Regions from separate parts of the Sus scrofa genome. Here region 1 is linked to region 2. A link is a contact called in public targeted proximity ligation data. All regions are on one chromosome and are shown on one strand. The core of a region is the stretch at or near the end of the contact, and the rest is flanking DNA. Distances in the headings are between cores, read along the strand shown. Region 1 has its middle 45 kb from the start of TRNAA-UGC. Region 2 holds the start of EID3 (EP300-interacting inhibitor of differentiation 3).

What was found.
Region 1: a contact with region 2 is called in a targeted proximity ligation map of alveolar macrophages. A contact is called at or near these places in 11 of 47 Hi-C or Micro-C datasets (adipocytes, alveolar macrophages, embryonic fibroblasts and 6 more) and 2 of 2 datasets of targeted methods (alveolar macrophages and skeletal muscle).

The regions. Positions count from the first base shown.
Region 1 is chr5:80,285,641-80,288,855 of Sscrofa11.1, reverse strand. No RefSeq gene overlaps it. Among named protein-coding and RNA genes, the nearest start is that of TRNAA-UGC, 45 kb to the right of the region's middle.
Region 2 is chr5:80,233,284-80,236,585 of Sscrofa11.1, reverse strand. It overlaps EID3 (EP300-interacting inhibitor of differentiation 3), which reads left to right and starts at 2,019. Exons shown (of 1, transcript XM_021092633.1): 1 at 2,019-3,302.

The DNA.
Region 1 (3,215 bases), core at 491-2,990, 53 kb before region 2:
AAGAACCAGGTGGGCGTAGTGCGGTAGCTCTACTGGAAGGACTATTACACGGCTAGTTAGTAAAGATGTTTCCTCCCTTCTTTTCTTGAGTATGGATTTCCTGCAAGGTCCTAGGCACTGTTCAGGCTTTTGGGATACAGCAAAGGAAAAAATACGTAAAGTTGCTAGTCTGCTGGGGTGTACATTTTTGGAGGAGGGACGTGGAAGCTGGGGAAAAATATAGGACGTGGAAGAATATAGGGCAAATCAGAAGGCTGTCAGTGCCATATAAACAAAAGAGACGGTAAGGGGGTGAAAAGCTGGGTGCAAAACTATTCATTGAGGGGAAAGAACAAACCTGGAAAGAAGGAGTAGACAGCAAATGTAGTTTAAAGGGAAGGATTTTGGATGGTGCTTTTTCCCCCCCTTTTTATGGCCACGCCCCCTGCATGTGGCACGTGGAGGTTCCCTGGTCAGTGACTGGGTCCAAGATGCAGCTGTGACCTACTCCGCAGCTGCGGCAACCTGGGCTCCTTCCACCCACTGCTCCCAGCCTCCAGCCGCGCCTCTGCAGCGACCTGACCCGCTGCAGTCTGATTCTTAGCCCACTGCTCCACAGCCAGGAATCCCTCCTTCTTTCACCTTTGTATTTTCCTGTTTATCTTTGGTGAGTGTATTTTAATGTGAAAAGAAAAAAACGCACTTGCTTGAAAGAGAAGGGGCGCGGGAGCAGGGTGTCGCCGGCGGCGGCCGGCAGGGGGCGCTCGGCCTCCGCTCGGCGTTGCTCGCCGCGCGTTCCCACAGGGCCCCGCGCGCCATGGGCTGCGCCAAGAGCAAGGAGGCGCGGGCGGCCGTGCGGGAAGCCCAGGGCAAGAGAGGACGTGGCGGCCGCTCAGTAGGTATGACCGAGGGCCACGTCGCGGCCCCGGGGCCCTCCAGACGGTCGGCGACCACCGGCCCTGGTTGGGTCCCTCGTCCTGGAGCCTTCGGCCTGGCAGCCCTTGGCCGTCGTCGTGAGCCCGACGACGGGCGCCGGCCTGGAGAATCCAGAAACGGGCGAGGCCTTGGGGATGCCCCGCGGCGGGAAAGAGCCACCGCCCCGTGTTTACCCCAGGACACGTCGGTGGTGGCGGCCGTCCAGGTAGCGTTCAAGGTGGTCGGAGGCTGGTGCTGGGCAGCCACGATCTGAGAAGACCGTTCAGAGCTAACCCTACGGAGAATTACGGGTCCCTTTCCTGCCTGCGGGCTGTTGAGTGTGTATTGAGTTTCCAAAGAAAGGAAACATACTACCCATCGGGAATTACCTTCCTTTCTTGAGAATCCGGGACCCAGGGCTGAGGGTGAAGGAGCTAAGCCCCAAGGGAAGTTTAGGTCTTTTAACTGGGCAGGTCTTGGGTGGCGCCCAAGGACCCCCAGGCCCCCCCCACCTTCTTGCCATCCATCCCAAATCTTATCAGACAGACCTTCCCCTTTCCCACCCCCTATCTTAGCTTCCTTCCCTCCTTCCTCCCTCCCTCCCTTTCACATTTCTGACACCACCATCCCATTTTATCCGTTCAGTTACTCTTTGAGATGGGAAAGGTTGCTTCTGTTTTCTCCACTTTGCAGTTAGTGAATAATAATGGCGAACAGTTATTGAGCAGTGTTTCAAGCACTTGACATGAATTATCTTGTTTCACTTTATCAGCAGTACCCTGAGACGGGTGAATCATACCCTCACATTTTACAGATGAAGTAACTGAAACACAAGGGGTTATGAAACTAGCTGGGATCTAAGCTGAGGCATCTTGGCTCCAAAGTGCAGATCCTAACCCTTGTACAGCTCCCCTCCCCTCTTGGTTTTACAAGTGTGAAAACGGAGACCCAGAAAAGTAACAATTCCCACGAATGGAATTGTTAAATGCTGGAGGATCTGTCTCTTTCAATTTAGTTAGCAGAGCATATGGTGAAAGGCTCAGAGGAATGGAAAAAAACAGCCAAGTGAGGCAGGCAGCTCCTTGGAAGAGCTAGGACTTGGCAGGGAGTGTCTGACGGGAAAAGCTCATGCTCACCCCTGGGAGCAGCTGACAAGACCATCCTGGAGGAGCTGAGGACCTAAGTGGGGGAAGGGAAGAATGGGAGAGAAGGTTGAGTGGGGGGCAGTTCCTGCTCAAGCACAAGCAGCTCGTTTGTGGCCATCCCTTGGCTTTCTTCCCATCTACACAGGGGAGGGTTAGTCTGTGTGTCCTAAATTTGCCTTTCCTGTACCAGGTTTAGGATTTCTCCCATATCCATGTACTACTATTTACTATCTTTAATTACACCCACCCTTTGAAATACTTTTTAAGTGAAGTATACTGTACGTACAGAAAAGTGCAATTATTGTAATACAGCTTACTAAATTTTTGCAAACTAAACAGCCCTATCCAGCCAGCACCCAGGTAGAGAAACACTTCCAGTCCCCCCCAGAAACCCCCCACCACCCATGCCCCTTACTCCCACACCAAGGCAACCACTTGGCTGATTTCTAATAGCATGCATTTCTCACCTGCCCTGCAGTTACTGTTTGAAATAAATTTAGCACTGTTTTAAGCATTAATCTATGAAAGCCCTGCATCGTTCTGGATGTTTTTCTGTACACAGACATATTTGCATCCAATTGAAATTTAAAATGTTCTTTCATGTATCACCTGTAAACATTCTAGAAGGTGTCTTCCTTGGGTATCGCCAGTGATCTGCACACCGGATTTGGTGAAATGTTAGACGACATGTTCTCTCAGTTCCCTCCCACTGCAAAAGTATGTGCCTCGGTTCCAAGAAACTGATTTCTTAAGTGAGCAGCCAGAATCTAATGTGAGGTTTCACACAATCTGGCCCAAGTTGTAATGGTGAAGAATGTCTTAATTGAATGACTCTTCAAGGAAGCAGCTATTACTTAACAGGCACGAGGGACACCAGGAAATAAGGCATGATCTCAGCCCTTAACATAGGGGCTAGTGCGGAGGAATAACAGAAAATGCTGTGTCATCATGTGTAATCAAAAAGGTAGATGGGTACAAGATACCTGGGAAGAAGAGTAAACTTCTGAGTGCTGAGAGTTTATATTTCTACCATGACACACATTCCATCCTATTTTGATTAACTCGTAAACACTTATTTTTCTGACTGGATTTTTGAGAATCAGTGTGTCTTGTTCATTATAACATCTTCCACAGTCCTTGGTGCACTGCCTTGAAGGTGGGAGCCAGTAAATGTAT
Region 2 (3,302 bases), core at 770-3,269:
GGGTGGGAGCCAGGCGTCAGTATTTTTAAAGACCTCGCATGATTACAACCGGTAGCAAAGTTCAGGAGTCACTGCCCGAGGGCATAGTCCGGTTTTGCTCAGTTAAGACACGTTCTTTTGGTTCTGGTTCCAAACATTCCTTAAATTGCATTTGCTCCTTTCCTGGGTTGGGGGCGCTGTGAGCGGGAAGTGGACGTGCTGTCACCCAATTAGGAGATCCCACTTTGCTAAGCCCATCAGCCAGGCGCCAGGGCTGCACGAGGAGTGGATTTTTGCTTTGTCATTCTGACTCTGGCGGTTTGCCCGCCCATTCAGGGGAGGGCGTGGCTTCTCCGAGCCTCTGGGAACCGGCCTCCCTTTCCCTTCAGTCGTCTCCGGTCCCGCATTGCATCGGATCGCGAGGTGGTGGGGCGCGTCAGAGAGGCGCCTGCTGCCCAACAGCTCGCGTTCCTGTAAGCTTCGGGCTCACCAAAAACGGAGGAAGCCCCGGGCCTCCCGCTGCGAGAACCCCGGGCCGAGAGCATCCGCCTGCCGGTGCGTTGCGAATGCGGAGCGAGGAGAGATGTTTGAGGGCGGGTCTGAGTAGGGGTGAGGCTTTATTGAGGCGGGTGAGCGTCTTGGCCGCATTCATTGTTTCGCCGGGTGGGTGAAAGCTTAGCGTGCGTGGAGGTGAGGCCGGCCCCCTGTCGGCCGGAGGTTTCCTTCCTCTAGCTCGTCTCCGTAGAGGCAGTGGGCAGAATATCGGAGGAAATGGACTTTTGTATCATTTCTTAGTGCACGGGTGTTGAAATGCAGGTAATAAGGTGATGAATAGATTGACAGACCCTTCTCAACATTAAGAGAGTTTAAGCAAGCCTCAAGGAATTTTCACACCATTGAATCTTCAGAAATCGTGAGAGGTTGGCAGATCATGCTTTCTGTGTGTGCAAGCGGGGAGACTAAGGCTCAGACTCCCGTGACTTTCCCCAGGCCGGCAAACGAGACAACTAAGAGGAACCCGTGCTTATCTCCCTGTATCAGGCAGTACCCGCTAAGCGTTAAAGGCTTCACCACACTGCCTGGTTTGACTCCTGGCTCTGCTGTTAACTAACTCTGGTTGCTTGAATTTGGGCAAGATAGGGGGTTTTTGGTGCCTCAGTTTTCTTATCTGTGAAATGGACCTGATAGGAGCGACTTCGAAAGGGTAGTTAGATTAAGTGTTAATCTATGCAACGCATTACAGAAGCGTTTTTATCATCAAACAACTGTACTTTGGGGTGCAGGTGTGGTTTTTGTCTCATGAATGGACCTCATGTCAGTATCAATGGAGTCTATTTTTAATTCTCACTGACTGACTCATTCTCTACCTGAGTTCACTCGTTTGTAAATTTGGACCGGTTTCACCCAGCCTGTCAGGTAGGGTGTTGCTGTATTATTTCAAGGTTCTTAAAGCACCCGTAAGTGGGCAGCGTGGGCTTCATTTTACCCCATGTTTTCAAACTTCAAAGAAACATTGGAAGTTGGTTTTTGGCACTCTGTATAGATGCAGAGTTCAAAGGCAGATTGAGTTGGAAGGTGTTTTTTGAAAAGTTGAGATAACTGTGCCCTAAGCTTCCTTTTGAGGCGTTTCTGAATTCGGGACCCACTGGGGACGTGTGACGTCTATTTTAGCGAGACTTGCCCTTTCCTGGGGTCTGCCTGGCGTTTGCGGCTGGCCGCGAGGCCGTCCCGGTCCTCCCGCCCGGGACCCGACCCTTGGCCGGCCTCGGTCAAGGTCAGGCGGGGCCCGGGACGGAGGGGCGGTCGCGCGGTGGGGGGGGGGGAGTGCAGTTGGGGACGCGGAAGCCCCGCCCCCGCCGCGCACTTCCCGCCGCCGCCCGGGGCGGAAAGACTGACCGGCTTCGCTCTGCTTTTGTGCCACAGAGGACGGGCGGGGCCTCGAGAGAGCGCTCTCCGAACTGACCTCGGAAACCGACGTGCCCGTTGTGTTTGTGAAGCGGCGAAAGATAGGCGGCCATGGTCAAACCCTGAAGGTAGGTGGGCGAGCTTTACGTCTCTGTAATGCGCCTGAACGGGGAACCGGCTCTTGGGGCCGGTGGTGGTCTCAGCCCTCCTCTCCAAGCCCGGGTGACCGGGAGCGGACCTCCCACCGAGCACATCCTTAGAAATGAGAAGGACGCGCGGGGCCAGCTCACGTGTTCATCGATGTTGATGAGACATACTTTTCAGAACGGGAAGCTTGGACGAGCGGATGGACCTATTTTCAGCTTTGAAAATAGGTTTTTAAACGTCCTTTTTTTCCTCCTTGCCTTGTTCTTTCTCTCCTAGTAACTCTATAAATAACTTAAAAATTTTTAGCAGCCGTGTACCTGCCGAATGTGAGTGTTTAGAGAAGTACTGCGAAGGGTGGATCAGGAAATGCTTATCTCTGTCCGTCCCTCTCATCTTCCTCTGTAATTTTCAGGGAGGGAAACCTGGAAACCCCAGGCTCAGGGGAGAGCGACCAGCAAGCCCTTAGAGCGAGTTCCTTACCCTTCAGGGGTTGCTTTTCTAGCCTTGAGTTAACAGCTGGGTAGAAGCATAGGCGAAGAAGAAATCTTTGCTTCGGCTGGTGGCGAGGGTGGTAGTGGCAGTCCTCCCTGGGCCCACGCACGAGGTCATGGCCCACCAGACGGGAGAAAGGCTGAGAGGCTGGGTGCACGTTAGCGGGATTTGCAGCCTGGTGATAGTCCACCTCTGGTGTGGTTGGTGACCAAGTTAGAAAGCCTCATCCCATCACTGTGATACATCTGCTTTAATTGTCTTTTTGTATTGAAGTAATTTTTAAGAAATGGAAGTCATACTGGAACATTGCCTTCTTAGAATTAAGCCTGAGGCCTCAGTTAAATGTAAAAGGTGTATTTAGATGGGTGCACATTCAGGAAGCAGGTAACAGTTAACTTGCATTTTTATTTACCATGTTTTCGTTCCTCTAAAAGAATCTTACCTTTTTGAAGAATGGGTATAGGAAATGAAGAGAGACTTGGAAGACAAATAGCACATTAATGGAAAATACTTAAAGGAGCTAAAAAGACTTTTAGCTTGATGTAAAATATGTTGTATTACTCAGACCTTTAGTTTGCAAGTAAAATGAGACAAAGTTCTATCAATATTCCTTCCTGTCTGATCTCTTTTCTCCACCTGTGTCATAAACAGATGGTCATGATTTTAACACCAGTGGGAGTAAAAAGGATCACTTTATATATAAGCTTTACATCCACTTAACTGATGAGATCTGATGTTTTCATTTCTATATTATCATAGTTAATTTCAGACATTTAGTG